Linked DNA regions of Mus musculus: region 1 is linked to region 2. The links are chromatin contacts, called in public promoter capture Hi-C maps. All regions are on one chromosome and are shown on one strand. The core of a region is the stretch at or near the end of the contact, and the rest is flanking DNA. Distances in the headings are between cores, read along the strand shown.

Region 1 (5,941 bases), core at 1,014-3,513, 1.2 Mb before region 2:
CTGTGCTTCTGACCTCCTGATGTGACCGGCTATCTGAGTCAACTAGCATCTTGTTTTACATGCAGGAAAAGATCTGGGCAAGGGGGACTCTGAGTCCCAGGGGGCTCAGCGAGAAGCTAGGGAGCTCGTCTGCCCCAGGGACAGAGAGGGTTGTGTGGTGGGGAGCAGAGGTAACTGCAGAATGGTGGGTGGGTACTGTCTGTCTTGGGTCGCAGTGCAGTGCCTTCCTGGACTGCTTTTCCAGGAATATCCCAGTATCCTCTGGGTTGAATCTTACTGTATTTCCGACACATCTGCCAGCCCAGGCCTAGGGAGCTCTGTCACTTCTGCCAGGGCCCCCTCAAGAGGCTCAGGCTGGTGGACGCTCCCAGTCAGAGCTAGGTGTTCTAGAACCCGGCTGCATGCTCCCTTGACTGTAGTCTCAAGGTTTTTTCCTTTCTAATTCTACACAAGCTGCTGATTATCTATGTGGTTGGAGGAGCCCTGGTAGTGGGCATCCAGGAGTGTGGAGTCCAAGGTGAACACAAGGCCAGTGCAGGAGCCTCTGGGTGAGAAGGCTCATTAGGGGTTCAGGTCTCCACTTGTGTGAGAATTTGGAAAAGACATAGTTTAAGCCATGTCTTAGGTGAGAGAGGGGGGAGATGTAGTGGAGAGTGTCTTGGCAGTTTTTGGTCAGCCAAGTGTGTGGTGGTTGAATTTAGTGTTGGAATCAATACAGTGTTCTTCCACCTCTGAGGTCCTGTTACCCGTGAGGGGACCAGTACTGCCCAGGGACTGATTCTAGGCTCAGTCCCCTAGTCTTCATCCTTCCATCTCCAACTGCAGGTTTTTAGGCCATTGTCCCATCTTCAGGGCCCCTGGAAGCCCAGACCCCACGAGCCTGCGCTTTAAGCCACAGGCCATCTGTACTCCTTGTCATGGCTGCCTTCTCTGGGTGAGCCAGCCCATCCTGAAGACTGAGAAGCTGTCTTTGGCTCCTCAGTCTTCCAGGTTTGCAGGAAGGTTCTGCTGCTGGGTGTAGAATAGAGCATCCAACAGGCTAAACGCTGGCTCTACACAGCAGGCACTTGAAGATCCCACCTCATTAAGTACACATGGGTCTGTGGCACAGGGCTGCTTGGTTCTGGGCTCCTGTGTCATCGAGCAGATGACAAGAATTTCCAACCAAGTGCTTTGCCTGCAGAGGCTCCTATTCCCAAGCCAAAGTACAGAAGGGTGGAACAGCCTTTGGGGCTGGTATAGTAACTGTTTCTGCTGCCTTTGTCATCTGAGCACAGTTTTGGTCCTTCATCCCCCACGCACTTGCGTGCAGCCAGGGGAGGGGGAGCTCATCCCTCACTCCACTTAGGAAACCTGCTTACGTGAAATACTAGTCTGGTAAGATTTGTTCTAGTTAGAAGGTCAACAGAATATCTGTTTATCTTTTATTAAAAGCCAGCGTAGCGGCAGCCGGGGCTGGAAGAAGGCGGGTGGATTCTGGCAGTGTTCTGCTGGCAGGTTTCTGCTTGAACTTGAAAGGTCAAACCGTGTTTTCTTTGAAACTATTACAGGACTCTGGCTCCCTTCTCTGTGTTGGGCAGTTTTCCCCACTTGGTGATTGTGCTATGTTGTATTGTGGTCTGGGGCTCTTCAGGGGCTTTCAGGTTGTCCCACGCTGTCTGGAAACCTTATAAGCCTCGTCCCCACTGCTTTGGCTACTCTGCCTGCAGGCATTACCTCTGGGCTGGATGACTGTGTGCTGAGGAACTGAGAGGCCCTGGCTGTGGTCCTCACCCTTGGTTTGCTGCTGAGGTACTCTGGGCAGGATATGAGATGCCCCTGCCCTCTGCTCATGCCTCTCTCTATCTAATAGGTCATCCTGTGGCTTCCAGAGTAGGTACCGCCAGCCCAGCTCAAGTTCTCTGCTTAACGGGAGTAGAATAATGGCAGGGCCCAGTCTCCTCTCAGCCCTCTGGGCTGGAGGCTGTTCCTCCACACTCTGATCCAGTCTTTCCTTTCATGGCTGTACCAAGTCTTAGGGCTCCGAGCCTTGCTGAGGCCCCTTCATGTGACTGAGCCTCTGTAGCCGATACTTCTGCTTGGATGTGGGGGGACATTTCCACTGTTACTTCCACAAGGGGTTCTCCTGGTCACAACTCTGGAAACTATATTTTGCAGGTGTTAATAGGCATCCAGATGCCCCCAGCTCTGTTGATACACTAAAGCAGATGTGGGAGGGCTCCAGATAGAAGGCCTTAGCCAGAGTTTCTCTCTCTGTGATAATGAATGTCAAATGGTGTTTCTTGGAAAACCATCTGGACTTCAGTTTTGTGGGCCCTTTTTGATACTCAAGCCTCCTAGGCCCTGTTTGCATCTCAACAGACCATGTCATCCTCCAGATGAACAGAAAGAACTTGCCTGAGGCCACACAGCCGCCTTGAGCCCGTTCCTGCATACCAACTGTACTTACTGTTGGCACAGCAAGCAGTTGCATTTCCTGGAGCCTGGGTTTTGAGGAAGCCTGGTAGCTGGGGTCTCTGCACTGGCGGGCAGGTGCTGAGGTCCGAGGTATTGATAGGGCCTCTGCCTCTGCTCTTTTCCAGCATGACAAGCTTCGATCAGTGAGGACCCGGGGGCTTGGGAAATGGAGGAGGAGGGATTGCAGTCAAGTGCTTCTTTGGGTTTTCAGTGACTGGGACAAAGTCATCTGGACAAAATGCATTAGCTACCCTTGACTTCTTTGTTCGAAATCAGGACAGAAGATGATAAAATGAACTAATTCTCTGATATATCTTTTCTTCCTCCCTCTCTCCATCCCTCCCTTCCTCATTTTTTGGTGGTGCTGGGAACGTCCCCAAGGCCTTGCTCATGCTGAGTGAGGGCTCTGCCGCTGAGTCTAGGCCCAGGCCTCTCCAGGTTTTAAAATGGAGATGGGTAATAAAAGCCCAGCTCAGGTGACCAGGCAGGGCACAGCCAGTGTCATTTTCTTTTCTTTGACCCTTTATGGTGCCAACTCAAACATCACCTTTTGTCCTTTGTTTCTTGGTCTGCAAAGACAGCTGTGTTGTGTGTACGTGTGTTGGGTCCTGGGGTTCCGATAGAACATATGGCTTCTGGGCCAGCAGCAACCAGGTTAGTTAGCCATACTCTGGAACCCCATGTTCCCTCCCCAGCTTCTAGTTACCCCTCAATCAAAGACAAAGACAGGTTGGCACAATGAACAAGGCTGATCCTGCCGCCCACTCGGTGGAGGGCTTCTGAGGCATCCTACGAAACTCTGGTGTCTGTTTTGCCACCAGCCGCTTGCCCACACCAATCCCGTGTCTCTTTGCAGCCAGGCTATGTGCTTCTTTGGATGCCCAGAGCCAAGGGCCGTCTGCAGTGAGTAGTAGCTGGGGCAGTGGCTTTGACCTGGGCCTTAACACCCCCAGCGGATAGTGCGCTTGGCTGCAAGACTGGAATCAGTTGCCATTGTCTTTGGTTCTGTGACATTTCCACTTGAAAGGGTGAAATTCCCCTTCCCACTCCTTAGCGTCTATGCCAACTTGTGATGTCCCCGCCTGATCTCCAGCTCCCAGGGTGCCGGGGTTGCCATGTGAAGAGATGCCCATGTGGTAGAACCTAAGAGGTGTAGTTTGAAAGTGACCCCTGTGACGATGACTTTTCTTTGCTTCCTCTCAGTGAGGGGGGTGATTTGTAGATCCTGACTGCCTATGTGATGTAAATAGTGTACATCTAATTTATTGCTATGGTAGCACATTGTATTTGTTAATGTATAAAACAAATTCTAAAAGGTTGAAAATGTATATTTTGTTGCTTAAATGTGTCTTTGCAGAAATTGACAATAAATAACATATTTTGTGTCCATTAGAGTTCACATTTCTTGGAGTGGGGCTCTACTAGACTTTCGGCAGGGCCTTTCACTGGAGGGTGGCTATCAGCTTGAACCTGTTTGAAAACTTTATTAATATTAAAAACAAACAAAGCAAACAAACCTGGCACTGGGGCAGTGGTTTGTTGGATAAGATTGCGTGCTCCCTCCGCAAGCATTTGGATCTGAATTTGAATCTCCAGCCCACAAAAAGCCATGCCTGACTGCACATCCTGTGACCCTAGAGTGGGGGACAGGGGAGGTGAAAGCAGGCAGATACTGAGAACTTGTTTGTCAGCCAAGGGAAGATGGCAAGCTTCCCGCTCAGTGAGAGACCCTGTCTCGAGACAGTAAGGTCCAGAGTGAGGGAGGAAGACTAGTGATGTCCCTGGCACTCACATGGGTATACTACATACATATGCAACAACACTACATACATATGCAACACATGTGTGTACAGGATATGTGCACTCACATGGGTACACTACATACATATGCAACAACACTACATACATATGCAACACATGTGTGCACAGGATATGTGCACTCACATGGGTACACTACATACATATGCAACAACACTACATACATATGCAACACATGTGTGCACGCGCACGCAAACTAACCGTAACAACAACAAAAAAGGGAGTTTCTTTCTTTCTTTTCTTTCTTTTTTTTTTTTTTTAAGTCAGACTAAATCTACTCAGGCATGGATTGATGAAAGCGGGCTCGAACTCCCTATGGTGAGACCCGAGTTTACCATATTCTCCAGCACTCCTTACTGCTCACTCCGCCCATCGCCCATCGCCCATCGCTTACCCACTCTATTTGCCTCTGTGGTACTGAGGAGACGAGTCTCCTGTTGTCTCCTGCCCACCAGTCTCTCTCCTTTGCCCAAGCTCCTTTGCAGATTTTCTGTTCGAGGGGTCGCCTATGACTAATGCCTTTCTTATCTTCCTCTGACTCACAGTGGCTACGCTCATTCATGTGCTTTGCTTGACCTGCTGGGTGTAGATTTGAAGGCAAGAGGCAGGTTTTAAGCCTCTGTCGGAGACTTGCTTTGTGATCTTGGGCAAATTACTCAACATTGCCGGGCTCTGAATTTTCCTCTATGTGCTATCAGAAATAGACGCCCCATGGAAAGCATAAGGATAAAAATGAACTCCTAATTGATCAAACGCGCTTTGAAAAACGTTATGTATAGTAGCAGAGATTCAGTTAATAATGATAATCTCAACAGTAGCAATTGATGCTTACATAGGTAGCCAGTTAGCTGTAATGACTTATCAGCCCCTAAAAACACACCGTGGGAAACCACAACTGTGGCAAAGATGGGCTAAGTGTGGGACACTCAAATACATTATTGGTGACCGATAGAAATAAAGACATATAAGCTTAATAAAACTGGTAACAATTCATATATGCTAAATGATTAAGAAAGAAACACAACATTTATCAGCTGGAAACGGGCCTGAAGTTTGGCTGTGGGGACGAGCATGGGGAGGGCTGTCACTCAGGAGCTATGAGGAGGTAGAGGAGCCATAGCCTGCAGCTGGGTGAATGGATGAATGGACGAATGGATGGGGTCCAGAGCACACAGGCTACATGGAGGCAGCAGGCAGAGGTTTGAGGTATGTTGTATTCTCTCTCTCTCTCTCTCTCTCTCTCTCTCTCTCTCTCTCTCTGTGTTTGTGGATTCTATGCATCTTGATATAGTTCAGTGAAGTCACCTACTTCAACCTAATATTTTTTTATTGGATACATTCCAAATGTTATCCCCTTTCCTGGTCCCCCCCCATGCCCCCTATCCCCTCTCCCTCCCCCTGCTTCTATGAGGGTGTTCCCCCACCCACCCACCCACCCACTCCTGCCTCTCCACCCTGGCATTCCACTGGGGCATTGAGTCTTCACAGGACCAAGGGCCTCTCCTCTCATTCATGCCTGACAAGGCCATCCTCTGCTACATATGTGGCTGGAGCCATGGGTCCCTCCATGTGTACTCTTTGGTTGGTGGTTTAGTCCCTGGGCACTCTGGGAGGGGGTCTGGTTGGTTGACATTGTTGTTCCTCTTATGGGAGTGGCAAACCACTT
Region 2 (5,415 bases), core at 1-2,500:
AGGATACTGCCAAGTGCCTTGGAGCTAAAATTCAGGAAACACTAAGAACACAGCCATTACCCACACTCTGTGCCATTATCACAGCACTCCAGAGGTAAAGGAAGGAGGATATCTGAGTTTGAGGTCAGCCTGCTCTACTGACCAGTTCCAGGATAACCAGGGCTGCACAGAGAAACCCTGCCTGGGAGAGGGGCAGGAGAAGCCATTAGAAAGCAGCAAGGCTAGGCCAGGACTGCCCCCCACCCCCACCCAGGAGCATAATTGCACATCATTTAATGAGGAAAGGAAAGTGAATCGCAGCTGTCCACCGTGGCTGCCTTCCTCTTTTCACCTGTGCCCTCTTTTCTTCCTAGGAGCAAGGGAGACCTCTGACCAAGCTGTTAAATCCCCATCAAACTGCCCGTGGGCTGGTAGGCTTATAGCCTGCTAGATGAGATGGCAATAAGGGAAAACAGTAGAGCATCTGGACGCTGGAATGGCTGCCCCCCTGATTCCCGTGAGCTAACCCTGAGTTCCAGAACATGCCAATCCCATGAGTTGGCCCAACCAAGAGTAAGCCAGTAATGCTCAATGCTTATAAATAACCTGCTGGGTGCCTGGGCCAGCTGTCAAGCTGGACACAGGGAGGCCTCTGGGGGGCAGCTGAAGCCCAGTGTCCTGGCATCCCTGCCTCCTGGTCATGGCTGTAACACTGGAAGCTCCAGTACTGGGAGAAGGAGCTCCTACAGACAGCTTCCAACCAAGGTATCCAGTTGCCGCCGCCCACGTTTAACAAGTCAGTGTCCCCTTTTTACTTTCCCATCCTTACATCCACGGGCTTTAAGGCTGACTCCCCCAAGGCCCCTGTGTCTACACCTTCCCTGCCCCATGTACCCTTGTTTCAAAAAAGTGCCCAAGAACTCACATGAGTAAGTACAACAGGATGGTGAGCTGCAGCACCCGGTAGAGCAGCCCCACCTTCTTGCTCTTGGCGACCACGAACTTTGCTGTCTTGTAGTCGAACAGAGACAACACGAACCCCTTCCAGGCCGCCTGGCCCATGCCTCCAGCTCACTTTGGCCACCGCCGCCGCCTCCCGCTGCCCGGCAGCCAACCGAGCACTCTGTGTGCGCTGCCGCAGTCCCGGGGCGCGCGGCTCCAAAGGGCATGAGCTGGAGAGCAGACGCGCAGACCCGGGCGCGAGCACAGCGCGGCCAGGAGGATCCTGCTGCCGCGGAGAGCCTGACTGCGGCGAGCGCCCAGCCTGGGATGAGGCCGCCTCCGCTGACACGGTGACACCACCGGGCTGTGCCTCCAGCCACTGGCTGTGTGCGGAGGCGAGGAAGAAGGGGAAGGTGCTTTCCAAGGCGTCTCGCCCGCCCCTACCTCCTCCCACGGGACTCGCTCGAAAGGAACCCCGTGGGGAAATAGAGGCAGAATCCGGAAGGGACCCACAGTGCAGGAAGTAAAGGAGGAGGGATAGACAGTAATGACTGTTTTCCCTGTTGTCCTGGCCTCGCTACTCATGCTGTCAGGCAGATGTATAGGTAGGTCCCTGGCTGCCTGTGTGTGCTGTAATCAAGGGGCTTTTCCACCGCTTCTATGGCTGCGGATTTAAACCCTACAAATTTCTAGGGTCAGGGATCAGAGGTCCTAGTCAGGTACTGCGGGGTAGGGAGAGCTAGGCTAGGGCACCAAGGCGTGGGATCCTAACATATGTCTAGAGTATGAATAGTTCCCAAAGAAAAGGAGCCCAATGCCATCGTCTGGGTCTGATCCAACATAGGAGGGAGAAGAGATACCTGGAGCTGCGCTTTGGAACTTGTTATGGGCTGCCGTAGGTTGTCTGTGGTGAGGAACTGTAGGATGAGAGAGGATGTAGGATCCCATTCCTGTGGTATGGGTCGGGTCGTCTATACGCAGTGAGAGGCTGTGTGGTGAGCAGTTACAGGGCTCTATATATGTATACTGATGGGCTATATGTGGTGAGGGGCTGTGTGGTGATCGGCTGTGTTTGTACTGAGGGGTTGGGTGTGGTGAGAGTCCATGTGCCAGGGACTGCGGGGTGAGGAGCCATGCACACTAACTTTCTGCATCACACCACCTCTGCTCCCGACCCTGGCCCTCTTGCCCAATAGGAAGTTCACTCTCTGAAACGACAGACTCCAGAAGTTGGAAGAAACGCTTAAGTCCTCCAGGTATAATCTTCTACAAAAAAATAGAAGTTTCAGGAAACAGGTCCCCAGTTTTGCAACACGAAGGAATGACTGTTTTGGTTTGTTTGGCTGTTTGTTTGGTTTGGTTTGTTTATTTTAAATAAAGGCAAATTCCTGGGCTTTGCCCTTGGATTTCCCATTCATTCTAGGAAAGGGCATAGAGTTCTGCATTCTGTTCCTAAAGTGTCATTTGGAAACAATGTGTTGTTATAACTTTTCAAACTCAACCTAACCAGTTCCTCAAAAAGGCTTATTTTCATACATCCTACCCCCACTCCAATCACCTCTGCCCAGCACTTTTTTTTTTTTAATATGGGGTTTCTCTGTGTAACCTTGGCTGTCCTGGAACTCGCTCTATAGAGCAGGCTGTCCTAGAACTCAGAAATCCGCCTGCTTTTACCTCCCAAGTGCTGGGATCAAAGGCGTGCTTCACTCTGCCAGGCTATCTGCAGAGCACTTTAAGTACCTGAGATGACTTCATTTAACTTGCATACTGTACCCCCAGACAAGACCAGAAGACCAAGAGGTTGGAAGCCTTGCTTTGGATAATCCTATGTCCTGGGCCCAGCAACATGCTTGCTACTTGCTAGTTCTGTGTATTTACCATTTAACTAAACAGGCTTGCTTTCTTTTAAGCATATTAGGACCTGCCATCAGGTCCCAGTCACAACCCTGGAAGCTGAAGGCGTCCTATTTTCTGCCAGCCTCCACCCCAGTCTTCCCCTCCTGTGGCTCTCTAATAGCTGAAGGGGAATGGAGCAATCTCACACCCTTGAAGATGCCCATCACCCGAAGTTCTGCTCCAGCATAAGGAGGTGAAGTGGGAAGGTGGATGTTTGCAGCTGGAGAGCTGGTAAGAACCTCCAGTTACGTCTAATCTCTGAGGAATACTCTGAGGAATACTTGCCCGTAAAGGATCTCATAGCCCCCACAGCACAGCTGCCTGAAACATCAAGATGGTGTCATAGAAACAGAGATATCACATCTGACGATCTTGCCCTGATAAAAGCTTCGTCTGGAGCAATGATAGTCACTGAAAATCGCCCTCGGAGAGAATAGTGCTTCTCTTCCTATTGCTGAGGAGCCAGCAAAGTACACAGCCCTTCTAGGGCAACCTCGGCGTCAAGTAGCGGCCTCGCTGTACCTGCACTCTTTGGTTAAAAAGACTGAAGATGGGCTGGAGAGATGGCTCAGTGGTTAAGAGCACTGACTGCTCTTCTGAAGGTCCTGAGTTCAAATCCCAGCAACCACATGGTGGCTCACAACCATCTGGATTGAGATCAGATGCCCTCTTCTGGTGTGTCTGAAGACAGCTACAGTGTACTTAATTATATAATAAAATAAAATCTTAAAAAAAAAAAGACTGAAGACCAACCAAACCTTTATGAGGAAATGACATTTCTCCTTCCTGTATTGGCTATGGCCTTTGGGACAGTGTGTGACTTCCTACTGCAACTCTAGTGCTGGGGGCGGGCAGAAAGAGACAGATCCTGGGGGTTCACTGGGCAGCCAAAGTAGCTGAAACAGCTCTAGGTTCATTGAGATGCACTGTCTCAAAACAATAGGTAGAGAGCTATAAAGGAAGATGCCCTCTAACCCACATGTGCCATCTACACAGACACATAAGTAAACCTGAAGATACATAGTGCATACACAGGCATGGAGAGAAAGAGAAGGGGGGACGGGGAGGAGGACAAAAGAGACCCAGAGGAAGGTCCCTGTGGTGAACCTCTCTACTCCCCCCAAATGGAGTTCCAGATTCCAACTAGAGCCTATTTGTTGAGAGACACCCTGGTGTGTACTAAGGCCCCAAGACACAGAGCAAAGAAAGCCCACTAGATTGGGACCAGCAGTAGAAGTACAGTGTCTCACTATGTAGTCCAAGCCAGCTTCAAACCTGTAATCCTCCTGCCTCAGTCTCCTTAGTATGGGATTTTAGGCATGCACCCACACCTGCTTCCACCTGCTGCTTCTATTCTTGCTCAAACCTTTACCAGGCACCTGTTGTAAGTGTCCTGACAGGAAGATACTCTAAAGAGATGCTTGTGCACTCCCTTAGACTATCAGATGACTGAAACTGGCTCCCAGGGCATCTTCCCAGGGGACTTGTGCTCGGAGAAAGGAAACATTGAAGCCTGGTGCCTGCTAAAGGTATCTTCCAGAAACAAAATTCACATAGCTCTGACAGCTTCTCAGGCTACTTTCAGGAGAGACAGCAAGATTGTTAGAGGTAGGACCACACATTCTTTAAACCTCTTGTTAGAGCCCTGGAGGAAGGCTAGGGGTTCCTGGATCTCTCAGCTTGATCCTCACTGAATACATCATCCTCTGATGTCACTATAACTTGTCTACTAGGCTTGTTGAGGACAGGTAGCCAAGGCTACTCTCTGACCCTGACAACTCAGTAATCTACTATATGCTACTGGAGGGGACAGAACGTGCCCCCCTCCACAAGCACTGGCTAGCTAAAAGCAGAATGCAATGCCTAAGGGAACTATGCAGACACCTGAGAGACCTTGAAGGGTAGGTAGAGAGGAAAGGGTTGCCTCTATCTTATAGCCATTGGCTGGCCATGACATCAATTTACTGTGTCTAAGAAAAGGGACTGCAAGATAGCTCAGGGTAAAGATGCCTACTGCCGAGTCTGGGGATTTCAGTCCGGTCCCTGGGCCCCACGGGGCAGAAGGAGCATCCCGATTCCTGACAGTCGTCTTCTGACATCCACACCTGTGCCACAGCACAGGTGTGACATACACCTGCATATAAATCAACCAATGATACAAACGTAATTGAAAAAGAAGAATAAAATACCAGGGTCTGTTTAAGAAGTCAGAGTTGGTATGCTCCCCTGAAGCTAGTGTTTCAAGTGTGTGCCTGAATCTGACATTACTGTGTGGATCCTATTTCTCCCTGTGGTTTAGTTAAAATAATTTTGGGGGAAATATATCTAAGTTGTACCCCAGAGTAACTGGACTCAGTCTTTACACCCTGAGGCCGATTCCCCGTGCCCACCAGCTCGGATTTAGTAGCCTCTGTACCCAAGGGAAGAGGAGCGCCCTGGTCGGCACATTGATATTAAAAGTCTAAGGACATTTCCAAAATTAATGCCTGCTACTCCCTCCTCCTCCTCCTCCTCCTCCTCCTCCTCCTCCTCCTCCTCCTCCTCCTCCTCCTTCTCCTCCTCCTCCTCCTCTTCTTCCTCTTCCTCAATGCTGGGACT

Evidence for each region. Promoter capture Hi-C pulls out the DNA fragments that hold promoters and counts their contacts.
Region 1: a promoter capture Hi-C map of cranial neural crest shows a contact between it and region 2, with 11 times the contacts expected there. The contact joins the enhancer-like site here to the promoter of P2rx5 in region 2. A contact is called at or near these places in 14 of 39 promoter capture datasets (3T3-L1-derived adipocytes, the C10 cell line, the HPC-7 cell line and 10 more), 4 of 15 datasets of contacts at CTCF or cohesin (the NIH/3T3 cell line, large pre-B cells, pro-B cells and 1 more), 25 of 484 Hi-C or Micro-C datasets (the Ba/F3 cell line, ECoMG-derived neutrophils, the G1E-ER4 cell line and 18 more), 9 of 115 datasets of contacts at active chromatin or transcription factors (embryonic fibroblasts, embryonic stem cells, pancreatic cancer cells and 1 more) and 1 of 9 other capture datasets (embryonic stem cells).

The regions. Positions count from the first base shown.
Region 1 is chr11:74,381,388-74,387,328 of GRCm38.p6, reverse strand. Rap1gap2 (RAP1 GTPase activating protein 2) reads left to right here. Exons shown (of 25, transcript NM_001015046.3): 25 at 1-3,973. Among named protein-coding and RNA genes, the nearest start is that of Olfr412, 20 kb to the right of the region's middle. Within about 2 kb of position 2,263, at least 16 of the 459 cell types and tissues checked have an H3K27ac peak or open chromatin away from gene starts, as enhancers often do. A contact at or near this core is called in muscle stem cells, where this site is marked.
Region 2 is chr11:73,156,223-73,161,637 of GRCm38.p6, reverse strand. It overlaps P2rx5 (purinergic receptor P2X, ligand-gated ion channel, 5), which reads right to left and starts at 1,250. Exons shown (of 13, transcript NM_033321.4): 1 at 905-1,250. The coding sequence starts at 1,041. It overlaps Gm35001 (a long non-coding RNA gene), which reads left to right and starts at 1,428. Exons shown (of 3, transcript XR_388840.2): 1 at 1,428-1,526; 2 at 2,118-2,177; 3 at 2,832-3,440.